Linked DNA regions of Mus musculus: region 1 is linked to region 2. A link is a contact called in public promoter capture Hi-C data. All regions are on one chromosome and are shown on one strand. Each heading gives the region's core, a stretch centred on a gene start, on an enhancer-like site or on the middle of the called end of the contact. The rest is flanking DNA. Distances are from core to core; before and after follow the strand shown.

What was found. Promoter capture Hi-C pulls out the DNA fragments that hold promoters and counts their contacts.
Region 1: a promoter capture Hi-C map of liver shows a contact between it and region 2, with 2.8 times the contacts expected there. The contact joins the promoter of 1810006J02Rik here to the promoter of Macir in region 2. A contact is called at or near these places in 4 of 39 promoter capture datasets (hippocampal neurons, liver and stem cell-derived epiblast-like cells) and 1 of 115 datasets of contacts at active chromatin or transcription factors (pancreatic cancer cells).

What each region holds. Positions count from the first base shown.
Region 1 is chr1:98,129,809-98,136,926 of GRCm38.p6, reverse strand. 1810006J02Rik (RIKEN cDNA 1810006J02 gene) reads right to left here and starts at 5,460. Exons shown (of 3, transcript NR_040439.1): 1 at 5,223-5,460; 2 at 3,326-3,415.
Region 2 is chr1:97,660,407-97,667,284 of GRCm38.p6, reverse strand. Macir (macrophage immunometabolism regulator) reads left to right here and starts at 5,267. Exons shown (of 3, transcript NM_133825.3): 1 at 5,267-5,454.

The sequences.
Region 1 (7,118 bases), core at 4,211-6,710, 470 kb before region 2:
ATATGTAAAATTAAGGATCTAAGTCTAGATTATTATAATTCCACAACTCTCACGTAAAGTGCAAGTTTCTGGATATGTCAAGTGATACAGACTCACGTGGTGTTTTGCTGCGACAAGACCTGTGGGAGGGCACGTGATGTTTGGAGAGAGTATAAATAGGACTCAGTGGACAGTGATGGTGTGCTTGCATAGCTAGTTTTGCAATGCTTCATTGGTCCCACATCTCCATCTTCACTGATCTTCATTGAGAGAGGCATAGCATAGAACTTTTCCTGGCCTCCCGTCTGGTCCTGGTCGTTCCCACTGACTCATGCCAATTCAGCCTTGCTGTTTCTGCTGGGTCATGCCACGGCTGCTGGTTCATATTTGCTATCCTGACAGTACTAAACTGGATTGCTGGTATTCTGACAAAGATTGCAATCACCCCAAGGAACCACTTCTAAACAGGTCTACATTTCCTTGTCTTGTTTAACATCTTTTCTCCCCTACCTTTGGACAGTGTGCTAGAAGGGGTAGGGATCAAAGCGTTTGAGATTCCTTAGTAAAAGTTTTTTTTTTTAATCTAAGCCTACATTCATGAGTTTAATAAGCCCATGATTTGCTTTCCTCCTAATTGAGGCAGAAAAGGTTGCATTTCTTGACCAAGGAAAAGTCCTTGTTTATGAGACACATATGGCCACGTTATATAATTCAATAGTCAGGAAAACTGTGCCTTAAGGCGTATACTCTGCTACAAATGTTCAGAAACGTGTTCTTGGAATTTGGGAAGTCTTCAACAGTGTCACATTCCAAAAAAGTGAATACATACACACACACACACACACACACACACACACACACACACACACACACAATTTTCTAGAATTCAGAAGCATCATCACTGTGTTACGGCTTACATGGGTGTTTCATAGACCAACTGAGAAATGTCACTAGGAAGGAAGCATCAGGGCTTTCCTCCAGGTTTACTCTTTGGTGGTCTGCAGCTCTTGCCCTTTCTAAACAAAAACTGCAAGGCTGAAAAGAGCCCACTGTGGAGAGAAATCCATTTTATCTCTATTACCTTTGGATGTTTCCAAGGACAGAGGGAGAGTGAGCGAGAGAAAGGGAGGGAGGGAGGGAGAGAGAGAGAGGGAGAGAGCGAGCAGAAAATAATGAAAACATGGGGGGTGGTGCTATGTGTTAGAAAAGTTGCTCCCAGATGATGAAGGTGAGTCGAAGATAAGGACTGCCAAGAGCAGCCTATTTGCTCTTTTATTTAAAGAAAATTGTGTTTTTATTACACTCCTATCCATCCTGGCTATGAAAAAGCTGTCAGCCAGAGATCTGGAGGTTTCTGTTAAATAAAGTAGACTTAATTACTTTGGTGCCCTTTGGGTACAAAATGCAGGCTGCAGATGATCGCACTGTCATTTCTAGACCAGAACATCTTTCTGTTATAGGAGCATCTTACAGAAGAACCAGTACCATTACTTTTAGTGCCTAGAGTACTAGACTAATGGGCACAGCTAAATCTTAAAATATATATGTACAGGCATTTTAGCCTTCACAAGCATTGCGTGACTTGAGATATTTCAAGAACCACGTTTACGTACATAACTGAGTATCTTAGTCTATCTTAGTTAGTATTTCCATTGCTGTGAGGAGACACATTGCTGTGAGTTAGTATTTCCATTGCTTAAGAGTAGCCATGACCAAGGCAACTCTTAAGCTAACATTATTTGAGGCTGGCTTACAGTTTCAGAGGTCCATTATCATCATGGCAGAAGTATGGCAAACATGGTGCTGGGGTGCTCAGAATTCTACATCTTCTTCAGAAGGCAGCCAGGAAGAGACTGGATTTTTTTTTTTCACACTGGGTGTAGCTTGAGCATTTAAGACCTTAAAGCCCCTCCTCCACAGTGACAAACTTCCTCCAACAAGACCACACCTCCTCCGATAAAGCCACACCTTCTAGCAGTGCCACATCCTATGGTCAAACATTTAAGCACATGACTCTATTGGGGCCACACCTATTCAAACCATCACGTGGTTCCTTTTCTACTGTTAACTGCAGACTGGTTGATTAAAAGAGAACTGAAAATATTTACTATAAATCTAGAGTCTGGGAAGTCCAAGAATAAGCCTCTAGGATCTGATGTGGCCTTTGCAATTTCATTATCATACAGGAGAAAGCAGGAAAAAGGGGCACTGAGCCCTGTGTTCTTCTGTGGAAAAAGAGAAGAGGAAAGAACAACCCCTCCAAAAATCCAACATCTTTTAAAGGTATAGTAATCAATTTCTCAGAGCGTAAGCCTCAAGAACTAAACAGCACTGAAGTCCCCACCTTGCTCATGCACTGCTTTGGAGATTAATGTTGGAAAGTCCGACTTTGGAAGGAACATGTCAAAAATCATTGCAAATCAAAATATCACAATACCCGTAATGTTGAAAGGAGTGTTGTGAGCCATCTCTGAGCTAGATAGTCTTCAGAAAACATAGCAGCAAGGTTTTGCCTGCTTAATACTTATGTATTAAATAGGCATGGTGGCAGATGACTTTAATTCAAGCAAAACCAAGAGAATCCCTGACTTAGGTTAGCTTGCTTTACCTAGTGAGTTCCAGGCCAGCCCAGGTTAGATATTGTATAGGGAGACCCTGTATCAAAAAAGAAAAAAAGACACTTTTATTTTATCTCAACATGCATAGAATTGCAATGTCTCTTACATTAGGTAGAAAATAAGCTTATTAACAATGCTCTTTAAAAATTTATTGATACATAAAATAACAATGACCCTTGGTGATAATCAATTCTATTGGTTACTAATGTTTTGTTCCCTCACATGGTAAGAGCTGTTCATCGGGGAGTAGTTCTTGTTTTGCAGACTGAGTAAAATGGGGTTAAAAAAAATTAAACTCAGCATGTGTTTTTCTCCTGGTACTAAAATGTACTAATAGCAAGGTCTACAATAATGACCATAATAGTCTGTGATAAGCTGAAGAACAGCCTCTCCAGATATCCATGCTCTACTAATCAGCACTCGAGATTATATTACAGCAAAGAATTATTTGAAGGTCTCAGTAAATTAGAGGGGCTATAAAAGCATGATTATTCTCGATTATATACCCGTGTCAGCCCAATGTAGTCCCACAGGACTTTGTTACAGAGAGGAAAAAGATCAGAAATACAGATTTTCTTGGAAGCAGCGGTTGGGGTGATGTACTTGGAGAATGTAGGCAGGGGAGCCAAGACCCATGGAATGTCGATGTCTATTGGGAACTAGAAAAGGCTCACAGAAGCTCTTCAAATTCCTGAAGCAGGAACATAGGACTGGCAAAAGCAATTTACCCAGGAAAGTTGTTGTGGATGGCTGTCCTCCATAACTGTAAGATGAATAGGATTGTGGCCATTTCCACAAGTATAAAACGATACTGTCTTCTGTTAAGAAAAAGAGAGAATAATCATATATCTAGTTATAAACACATGCATTTATATCATTTATGTATCATAAAACAAAAAAAAAAATAACATAGATTAAAAACTCATGATGATCCCGATAGTCATGTTGTAACGGTGTACCTCTCCTTCTATGATACCTTTTGAATTAGTCCTATTTATTCCTTATAGTGGATTTTTCTAGGTGAAATATAAAGCCTTCGTGAAATGCTATTTTTCCTTGATGATAATAGTTTTTTAATAATAATTTTAAGATTAAAAAAACATTACACAGGGAAAGGAATTGTAGAAAAGCCTCAGCATTTCCAGGCACAGAGAAGAATATGACACAGAGGCATGCCTTTGATGCCCCTCCACCTTCTCCAGCACTCTGTTTCCTACCTGCTTTCGCCCCCAAGGAAATTAGCTGTAGGTGAGAGTTGGAGCATGCGCACAGCTTTCTGCTAATCGGCTGTTCATTACTATGATGATTTAACTCTGAAGCACTGCTCTTAAAATTCTGGTGCCATCAGTAGCTATGGTGAGTGAATAAGTGATGGCCAAGTTCCAGGTCACAAGTCATCTATGAAAGTCTCTAGCGTGAACCAAGACCTGCTTCCACGCTCTGCGATGTGGTCTTTGGGGTATACATACAATGCCCTTCTGGCCCTGGCAGTCCATAAAAATAGAAATGTGAAGTAAACTATTTCCTTTGATTATTTTCATGTCTATTTTCAGCCCACTTACATAAACCCATAGTCTGGCTTCTGAGATTAGGAAAAGTAAAACGTAGCAGATAGGAACAATAAGGCATAAAAGTTATCCCACCTTTAAATGAATGAATGATTTTAATTATCACCTTATAGCTCAGTTGGTTAATTGTATTTAATTTTTTCATATTCCTGCTACTGATTTCATTATATCTATTATCCCTTTAAAATTGCCTATAACCTACAGTTAGAGTATCTTCAGAAACGAGCCAATTAAACAGGGGCACAGACCATTAAGTAACTTAATTGCTTGTTCAATAGACTTTGTCGGTTTATTTTAGATTATTCTATGTTTGAAAAAATTACTTAAATGCATGGCTGACATAAGCTCCTTCTCCCTGTTCACAACTGGAAACCACACCGTGATAACCTCCCTCTTCAATGTCGATGTAATCCCAAAGGACAACATCTGCTCTTAAGATTTAAACTGAGCTCTTCCAAAAAGACTCCCCATGTCTTCACCTTCACTTGTCCAGAGCCTCTCTCTCTCTTCTTTCTGCCTTTGCCTCCCTACCTTTCTCCATCCCCTGCCCTCTCTCTTTGTCTTCCTTTAATTGCATTGGATTGGATTCTTCAGTTGGGGACCAAGTGCTGCTCAGCAATTCTTTTATTTAACTCTAATTGACTCCCTATTGTACAGCAGCTGCTTGGAAATGTGTCTCAAGGCACCTAACTCACACCTGTCATAGTTACTCTCAGTAAATTATTTCGCCTTACACCTAAATCAAAAAGACCAGAGCCCTCAAGCAAACTCCTGTTCTGGTTTACAGAGTGTAATTCTTATTCTACCCTTCAAAATTTTTCAGACTCTTACTCTGTTTAGTCACTGCCTAAGCGTAAGGAAGGAGTATTGTTCCATTCCAAAATTAACTATTCTGTTGCATGGATGAAACACTGTTTTACCTACAACATTTATTCTATACCAGAAACAAGGCTGACATGTTTAAATCTTTCGGTCCTGAAGGCTACGGGATTACAGAAGATAAAAATATTTCAGTAAAGGTACGTGACTGAAGAGACTTATTTAATAGTCAACTCACCCCTCGTGAGAGGCCTCTGTTCCTCGACTTACTGAGTTCCTGGATTCTGCCTAGATATCACCAGCGTTCAGTAGCCCACACTGAGATAATGCCATCCATGGTGATAGAACAGGCAGTGAGAAACTATCTTGCCTCCCTGTAGGTCTACTTCTGAGATTCCTTGAGTCCAGAAACATTCAAGCTACTACTCCAGGCGCTGTGTTTTAGGCATAAGCTGTAGAAATGCCTTCCTCGAGCTGTATTTCCTCTGGTCTCTCTCCTTTCAAAGACCATTTCCTTATATAGCATTCAGCTTCATTTCCTCTAGCAAATACTCAGAACAATTCTCTCGTCTCTAATTGAAGTCACTTCCTCTTCTTCTAATGTGGAAAGAGGCTTGGTGTATGTTTTGGTTACATAGTTAATAATTATTCTTACATGGAACAGATGGATAGGAAGGTCTCACTTTCATAATGATATCAATATTTCATGTAACCTACTATTAGAATATATACTTACTAGATGCCTTTTCACAAAGTCACTTGTGGGGTCCTCTAAATGTATCATCTCATTTAATCAGCCCTCTAAGTGTATTATCTCATTTACTCTTGCCCAAAACATAATTAGTTCTTATTGTTAGCTCCATTTTCCAATTGAGTATATAAAAGAGGAGCACAGAAGTTGCCTGAATCTGTAGAGATGGAAAGGAGGAGGGCAGGTTTTACACAGAGATGTCTAACCCATTGCTCTGGCTCTTGTTCCCCCAGGCCAAGATCCTCTCTGCACTTATAGATAGCATACAATGTTGATGAGCAATGGAATTGAATGGATTCATCCTTTTAAAATACAGTATGTTTTCTTTCTCAGTCATATTCTGAAAGAAAACTGAACTCTTAAAGGGAGAACTAAGGGGCCAGAGGGAGAGAGCTTAGTCGCTGAAGCACTTGTTTTCCAAGCACGAGGACCTGGGTTCAGTCCCTAGGACTCACAGGAAAAACAGAACAAAGTAACAACAGTAACCACAAAAACTTGACTCTGCTGGGCTGAAAGCTTCATTCCAGCACTGGAGAGGTAGAGACAGGAGGATTCTGGTGGCTCACTGGTCGGTCAGCCTAGAGTGTTTGGCAAGCTAGGTCAATTGACATACAAGGCCAATGAGAGGCCCTGTTTCAAAAATCAAGGAAAATGACCTTTAAAGAATAATGCCATCTCCATAGGTCACCACATTCAAGCATGCACACACACACACACACACACACACACACACACCCAAGAGAGAGAAATTTAGAAAAGAAAAGCAAAGGTTCACAAAAAGAGATGTTACACTGTTACGTATCCAAGCCTCTTGTCTTAGAGTTTGGTGTGATAAAACACCATGACCAAACCTGGCTTGGGAAGGGAAAGGGTTTATTTCATCTTTCAAGCCTCAAATTATACTCCTGTAACTAAGGAAAGTCAGGGCAGGAACCTGGTGGCAGGAAGTGAGGCCACAGACACTATGCTAAGTGGTTCTCAACTTGTGAGCTGCAACCCTCTAAGTCTTTGCATATCAGGGACTTACGACACAGTAGCAAGACTACAGTTAGGAAGGAAGGACTTTTATGGTTGGTGGGTGGCAGTTCACCACAGCATGAGGAACCTGTTTAAGGGCTGCAGCAATAGGAAGGTCAACCACCACCTAGAACCACGGCTTACTGCCTTCTTCCCCACAGGTTGCTCAGCCTGCCTTTTTATACAGCTCAGAACCACCTGCCCCGGGCTAGTGCTGCCCACATCTATCACTAATCAAGACAATTCTCCACAGGTTTCCAAACAGGTTGTTCTTATGGAGGTATTTTCTTTCTTTCTTTCTTTTTTTTTTTTTTTTTTTCCTGAGACAGGGTTTCTCTGTGTAGCCCTGGCTGTCCTGGCACTCAC
Region 2 (6,878 bases), core at 4,018-6,517:
TCTAAGTGCTAGGATTAAAGGTATGTGCCTCTAGAGCCTGGCTTTCTATCCCTTTTTTTATAACAAAATTAAGAATTAGATTTTCCTATGCAAACCATAAGGTTCTGTATCTTTCTGTCACCGGTTTTAATTATCTGACCTACTGTTAGGTCACAGGAGGAACCTTTGGATCTTTATCCAGAGGTTGGCTCATAAACAGCTTCTTGGCATCTAGGGATACTAGAGAGTGGTGGGAAGCCCTGAGGTCTTGCTTACAGTATTTACCAACCTCCTTCCTGCAAATGTCCTCACCATGGCTGATTACAAACCACCGATGTCTTAGGAACTGGCTTTGGAAAAACAATACAAAGTTCTGAGTTGGCTCAAAACTCCAGGAGGTCCCCATCTGTTAAAAATAAGCTAACTCTGACTAAACACTACAATGTAAGTCCCAGGACCATCCAGCATAGAGAAATAGGCAGTCTCTGCCTGCACCTGTGGAGAGGTTTGACGGTGAAAGAGCACACAGTGCCAGGAGTCAGGACAACTCCTTTGGTGACACTAACAACCTCAAGGGATAAGTCTGGCTGAGAGGCAATAGTAAAGAATGCTCTCTGTAGAAGGTGACTGTTCCCATACTGCAGTGACAAGAGGTCAGATACAAGTGTGACCCATGTATTGTCTAAATGGAGCTGAAGGGCAGCCTGTAATCTCTCATAAGCTTGCACCCACATTTCCTGCCTTATGCCTGAAAGCTTTGGTCAACAATTCAGATATATTCCATGTAACTTCCCTGTGCTTCCCAACTCAACATGGTCCATGACAATTGTCACTTCTTTTTTTTTTAAATTTATTTATTACGTATTTTCCTCAATTACATTTTCAATGCTATCCCAAAAGCCCCCATACCCTCCCCCTCCACTCCCCTACCCACCCATTCCCATTTTTTTTTTTTTGGCCCTGGCGTTCCCCTGTACTGGGGCATATAAAGTTTGTGTGTCCAATGGGCCTCTCTTTCCAGTGATGGCCGACTAGGCCATGTTTTGATACATATGTAGCTAGAGTCAAGAGCTCCTGGGTACTGGTTAGTTCATAATGTTGTTCCACCTATAGGGTTGCAGATCCCTTTAGCTCCTTGGGTACTTTCTCTAGCTCCTCCATTGGGAGCCCTGTGATCCATCCATTAGCTGACTGTGAGCATCCACTTCTGTGTTTGCTAGGCCCCGGCATAGTCTCACAAGAGACAGCTATATCTGGGTCCTTTCAGCAAAATCTTGCTAGTGTATGCAATGGTGTCAGCATTTGGAAGCTGATTATGGGGTGGATCCCTGGATATGGCAGACTCTAGATGGTCCATCCTTTTGTCACAGCTCCAAACTTTGTCTCTGTAACTCCTTCCATGGGTGTTTTGTTCCCAATTCTAAGAAGGGGCACAGTGTCCACACTTTGGTCTTCATTCTTCTAGAGTTTTATGCGTTTAGCAAATTGTATCTTATATCTTGGGCATCCTAAGTTTTGGGCTAATATCCACTTATCAGTGAGTACATATTGGGTGAGTTCCTTTGTGATTGGGTTACCTCACTCATGATGATGCCCTCCAGGTCCATCCATTTGCCTAGGAATTTCATAAATTCATTCTTTTTAATAGCTGAGTAGTACTCCATTGTGTAAATGTACCACATTTTCTGTATCCATTCCTCTGTTGAGGGGCATCTGGGTTCTTTCCAGCTTCTGGCTATTATAAATAAGGCTGCTATGAACATAGTGGAGCATGTGTCCTTCATACTGGTTGGGACATCTTCTTGATATATGCCCAGGAGAGGTATTGCTGAATCCTCCGGTAGTACTATGTCCAATTTAATTACAATATGGATAATATGTTGAAGCCTTAGTCCCTGCCCCCAACATACACTTTGGACTTATCCTCATGTGACAGTGAATAGAGGCATTGCCTTCAGGATATTTCTTCTTATGGTCTGTAGTTGCCCAAAGCCTGTATCCCAGAAACCAAAGAGTAGGTTGGCAGAGCAACTGGAAAGACAGAAAGAAGAAGAAGAAGGTCTTTCCTGAGAGGTTTCCCTGTAGCTGGAATGGAGGACATGAGAGCAGCAGTTCCGGGATGCTGCAGCCTGAGGCCCAGCTCTAAGGACACCTCAGGGTCCTAAAGATGAATTACTGAGGATGTGAAATGCTCAGCAAAATGGCCCCACATCTCAATATTGCTTTGGCTTTAAGTAGTGAAGAGAAGGAAAGAGCCAGGCACGGTGGCACACATCTTTAATCTCAGCAGTTGGGAGGCAGAGACAAAAGGGTCTCTGTAAGCTAGTTGGAAGGCAGCCTGTTCTACATAACGAGCTCCAGGCCAGCCAGGACTAAATAAAGAGACCCTGTCTCAAACAACAACAACAACAACAACAACAACAACAACAACAACAACAACAACAACAAACTAAACAAAGAAATGAAGAGTGGAAAGGACCTGAAAGGAAGGGATCATATATTTAAGGCAGGGCCATCCCATTTATGGACATGCACACTGTGATACATGGCTGTAAGTGGCAGTTCTGGAAAGGACCAGGGAAATGAGTGATTGATAAGGGATGCCTGTGAGCATCGGGGCAGGAGGAGAGCAGATTCTGTGGTACACTTCCCTTTCTCCTTGCCACAGATGCCTCCTCTGCAGTTATCTTCTGCTGCCGTGGAGCCTGCTTCCACAAGACTGGTTTTGCCCCCTGATCCCAGGAGCCTCCACCTTCATTTTCCAGGTAGGGACTGTGGAGTGGTATCTCAGCCCCTTCACTGTGGGAGACCTCTACTTGGCATCTGAGATCTCTGCTGCATTCAGTTAAGGTGTTGGTAGACATAGCCATGGCCTGTACTTTTTTATGGCACCCTGCTGGAAACAAGGTTTTTGGTTTTCTGTTTTTTTAAAAAAGTCGATGTGTTATTTCTTGCATACCTACCATTGTAGTTTCAGGTGTGATCTTTTTTTTTTTTTTAAGTTCACTTATCCTGTTCTTTCAATCTGGCTGTTTGCTAAGTGGTAATCCATCAATGAATAATTCTTCCCAGACAAGTGACATTTGAGAAGTGATTTTATTTTTTTGGGGGGGTGGGGGGGGAGGAAGGATATTTCAAGGCCAAGATATAACCACAGAGGTGACATTTGAGATAGAGCACCTGAGCTCTAGGTTCTGAAAGGCCTTGTGGATTAGAAGTTCAAGTTAACATTTGGGGCCACTCTTTTTCAAGCATGTTTGTCTGTCCTCTCTCTTGCTCTCTCTCCCCCTTTTTTCCTTTTCTTTCTCTCTCTCTTTTCTTTCTTTCTTTCTTTCTTTCTTTCTTTCTTTCTTTCTTTCTTTCTTTCTTTCTTTCTTCTTTCTTCTTTCCTCTCTCTCTCTCTCTCTCTCTCTCTCTCTCTCTCTCTCTCTCTCCTCCCTCCCTCCCTCCCTCCCTCCCTCCCTCCCTCCCTCCCTCCCTCCCTTCCTTCCTTCCTTCCTTCCTGGATTAACTTTTTCTTAATGGAACATCCAGAAAGCTCGCAAAGTGTTTCCATCTTGCTTTCTTCTTTCATAGGCACACAGCTACCATCCTGAGCGGCCCCACATATTCTAAATATGATAGTCTCTAGACATAACCATCATGAACCACATATAAAACCATGCTGGCCTAGTGAATTAGTTTAGGTATTCATTGTGACACTGGAGAACTAACCTAACTTTTGATTGGATGAAGAGTCTCAGAGGTGGGAACCTAGAGTGGGAGACAGCTGGAGACAAGGCTAGCTTTCAGCCTAATGAACGGAGAGACTAGTCGGAACTTTATTGCTTCTGGCCAAAGAACATTGCTAAAATTTCAGAACAAAGGCCAAGTTACAAGGTGTTCTCTTAAAAAAATTATGAGTTCAGACAAAATGAAACTAAGCTTCTTGAAATAATTTGTAATGTTTCCGAGGTAGTTTTATAAGAACGAACATCAGAATACACTGCTGTGATAAATGTTCAAATCTGAAAATACTTGGAGCATCTTCTACTAAGGTACCCATGGTGGTGGGGCGGGGAGGGGGGGGCACAAAACAACTGAACAAATAAATATAAAACAAAATTTAATCACTTGAGCATTCAATACCTGTACAGTGTACTAGGGTCTATCTATATTTGATAAGTTACATGAATATCATGTTGGGGAAGAGTAACTGAGAACATTCATGAATCTGGCCTCTTCCTTCCTTTTTCTGATACTTACATCAGAGCATATGAGAAGCAATTGAGTAAGTGTCCTTCAGTTGCAGAGAAACCAGAAGCCACATCTTGGAGCCAGAGTGTATTTATTAACCTTGGTAATTTGGGGGACATATATAGACTCTGGAACATGAACTATTTGCTTTAAGTTTGTATTAGTCTAGATGAAATGTATGACTTTATGTTCAGATAAAGCACCGTTTAAAAGGCCACACAATGCAGGAACCTGAATTTAAATTTATAAATACACAAACAGCTCAGCTATATGAAAGGTCTGTGACTTCAAGGATGTAACTCATGTTTTCTGTCTTAAAAATGTGGACTAGCACAGTTGAGAGCTGCAAACTTGGGAATGTGCGTCAAAAGGGTTGGCACCTAGAGCTAAATAAATATCAGCAAATATTTGTAATGCTGCATTGACCACTTCGGCAGGGGAGTGGCATATGGACTGAGAAAAGAAAATCTTGTTGGGATGGCACCTCATCCCTGTAATCCCAGCGCTCTGGAGACTAAGGCAGAACGGTTCTCCGGAGCTTAAGTCCGGCCTTGGGTACAGAGTGAGACCTTGTAAAGACAGAACAGGAAGGAAGCTAGAAAGGAAAAGAGAAGAGAAACAAGTGACTCAGAATTTAGTCTTCACCCCGCCCCCATATTTAGTTGTTGACATTTATTATTATTATTATTTATTATTATAGTATAATTTTAACTTCATGGGCTTCTGCTCTTCTCAACTTCTGATCAGCAGAAACTCAAAAATCACAGCCATCCCCACAGAGTTTAGCACACCGCTCTGTGGGAGCGGCCCGCATTGTCAGGCCTGTGAGCTGCGGCTCCCCGGAGGGTGCGGCGGACTTTGGTCCGGGAGCAGTGTGGCATCACGCCGCCGCCTCCCGTCCCCGCAACAGCCTCCGGTTCTGCGCTCTCACGCCGCCGGCCCAGCCGCCCGCCCAGCCGAGCGTGCGAGCCTGGCGCAGGAGGCGGGCTCTGCGCTTCCCGGCCTCGCCTCCGCAGCCCGCGGGAGGAGGCGGGAAGGCGGGCGGAGGCGGGGGAGGAGGCGGGACTACGGCGGGCCGTAGCTGGCGCCGAGCGCGGTGGGAGAGCAGCGGGTACCCGGCTGGCTCCGCTGGCGGCCTCTGCCCACACCTCGGCGCCGCAGCCCCGCGCCTCGCCCGCCCTTGGCTTCGGGGTCTGCGGCTGCCGGCCATAGAGGAACCGGCGGAACCCTGGACGACCGGTACGTTGGACGGGGAGCGCCACTCCTCCTGCAACCTTTTGTGCTGCAGAGGTGGTGGCGGGGATGGGTGGGGTACGCGCGTGAGTGTGGGTGCCCCAGTCAGCGAGCCACTGTGCCAGCCCCAGGCACGGCGCCGCCCCTTCCTCCTCGCCTCGTGTCCCGGCCGGGCGCGCGGTGTGTGCGCAGCGCAGGGAAGCCCCGGGCCGCGCCGGCCTCCGCGATGGCTGATGGCTCGGTGACACCGGGGCTGCGAGCGGCGCTGGTCCCTGAGCCTTGGTGCGAATGGCTGGCGTGGTGGTGGGGGGACTGGAGCCTGGGGTGGGGCCCGAGCGGGGTGCGAGAGCCCGCAGCTTCCTGGCACAGGGGTGGGGCCGGCGACGCGGGAGTGTGCGGCGCGGGTGAGTGTGCGGGGGCGTGCGCCCCGTGCGCGCGCGGCGAGCGAGCGAGCGAGCGGACGGACCGGCGGGCGGGCGGGCGTGCGCTCGCCGCCGACATGCGGTGCGGGGACTCTGCGACCCGGAGCGACGCTCCCGCGGTGCCAAGGTGCGGAAGTCTGAGCGCGTCGGCGCGCGCCAGCTAGGCGGCTCGCCCTACCCGCAGCGCCAGGCGGCAGGCCCGGCGGAGGCCCATTGAGAAGTAACGCTCGCCCGGCTTGCCGCGCCTCTGGCCCCAACGGTGTACAAGCCGCGGCTGCGGGCTACAGATAGCGGCGGGAGACAGCCCCTGGCGACCTTATCTCGGCCACCAGTGCGCGCTGCACCCCGCGGGCGAGGCCGAGGCCGGTGCGGCGGCTGGTGACGGACAGACGGACCGGCGGTGGCGGAGGAGCGCCTGTGGACTGGGGAATCGCGGCCGGGCGCTGGCCAGAAACTAAGGCGGCAGATGTCTCGGGCACCGCCACCCTCGCCCCACCTGTCGCTGGTGGACTTTGGGGCGGGTGGGAAGCCTAGGAAAGGGCGCCTGGCAGCGGCCGGCGCTCAGACCTTGAGAAGCGGCCCATTGTGAAGCTGCCAAAGTCGCTCTAGTGGTGGAATCTGCAAATCTCGGCCAGGAAGGAACCCAGTTCGCGAAGGGAAGGACAGCCGCGTGCTTTCCCCCTGGCAAGTGTCTGGCTCGCTAGAGACTCCCGGGCTCTCTGCCCACGCCGCTTTGCTTAGAGTGGGCTGAGGATTTCTTCAGAACCAGGGTTTTGTTTTTGTTTTGTGTTCTCTCTCTCTCTCTCTCTCTCTCTCTCTCTCTCTCTCTCTCTCTCTCTCTCTCTCTGTGTGTGTGTGTGTGTGTGTGTGTGTGTGTGTAAGTGGGGCTGGAAACACTGGGAGACACTGGCGCTGAACTTTTTCATCCTTCCAAGAGGAGTAATTATGGACACAGCAACACTGTACCCTATTAGAGGCTCCTAGCTGAAAGAGCAGAAGTCGCACAAG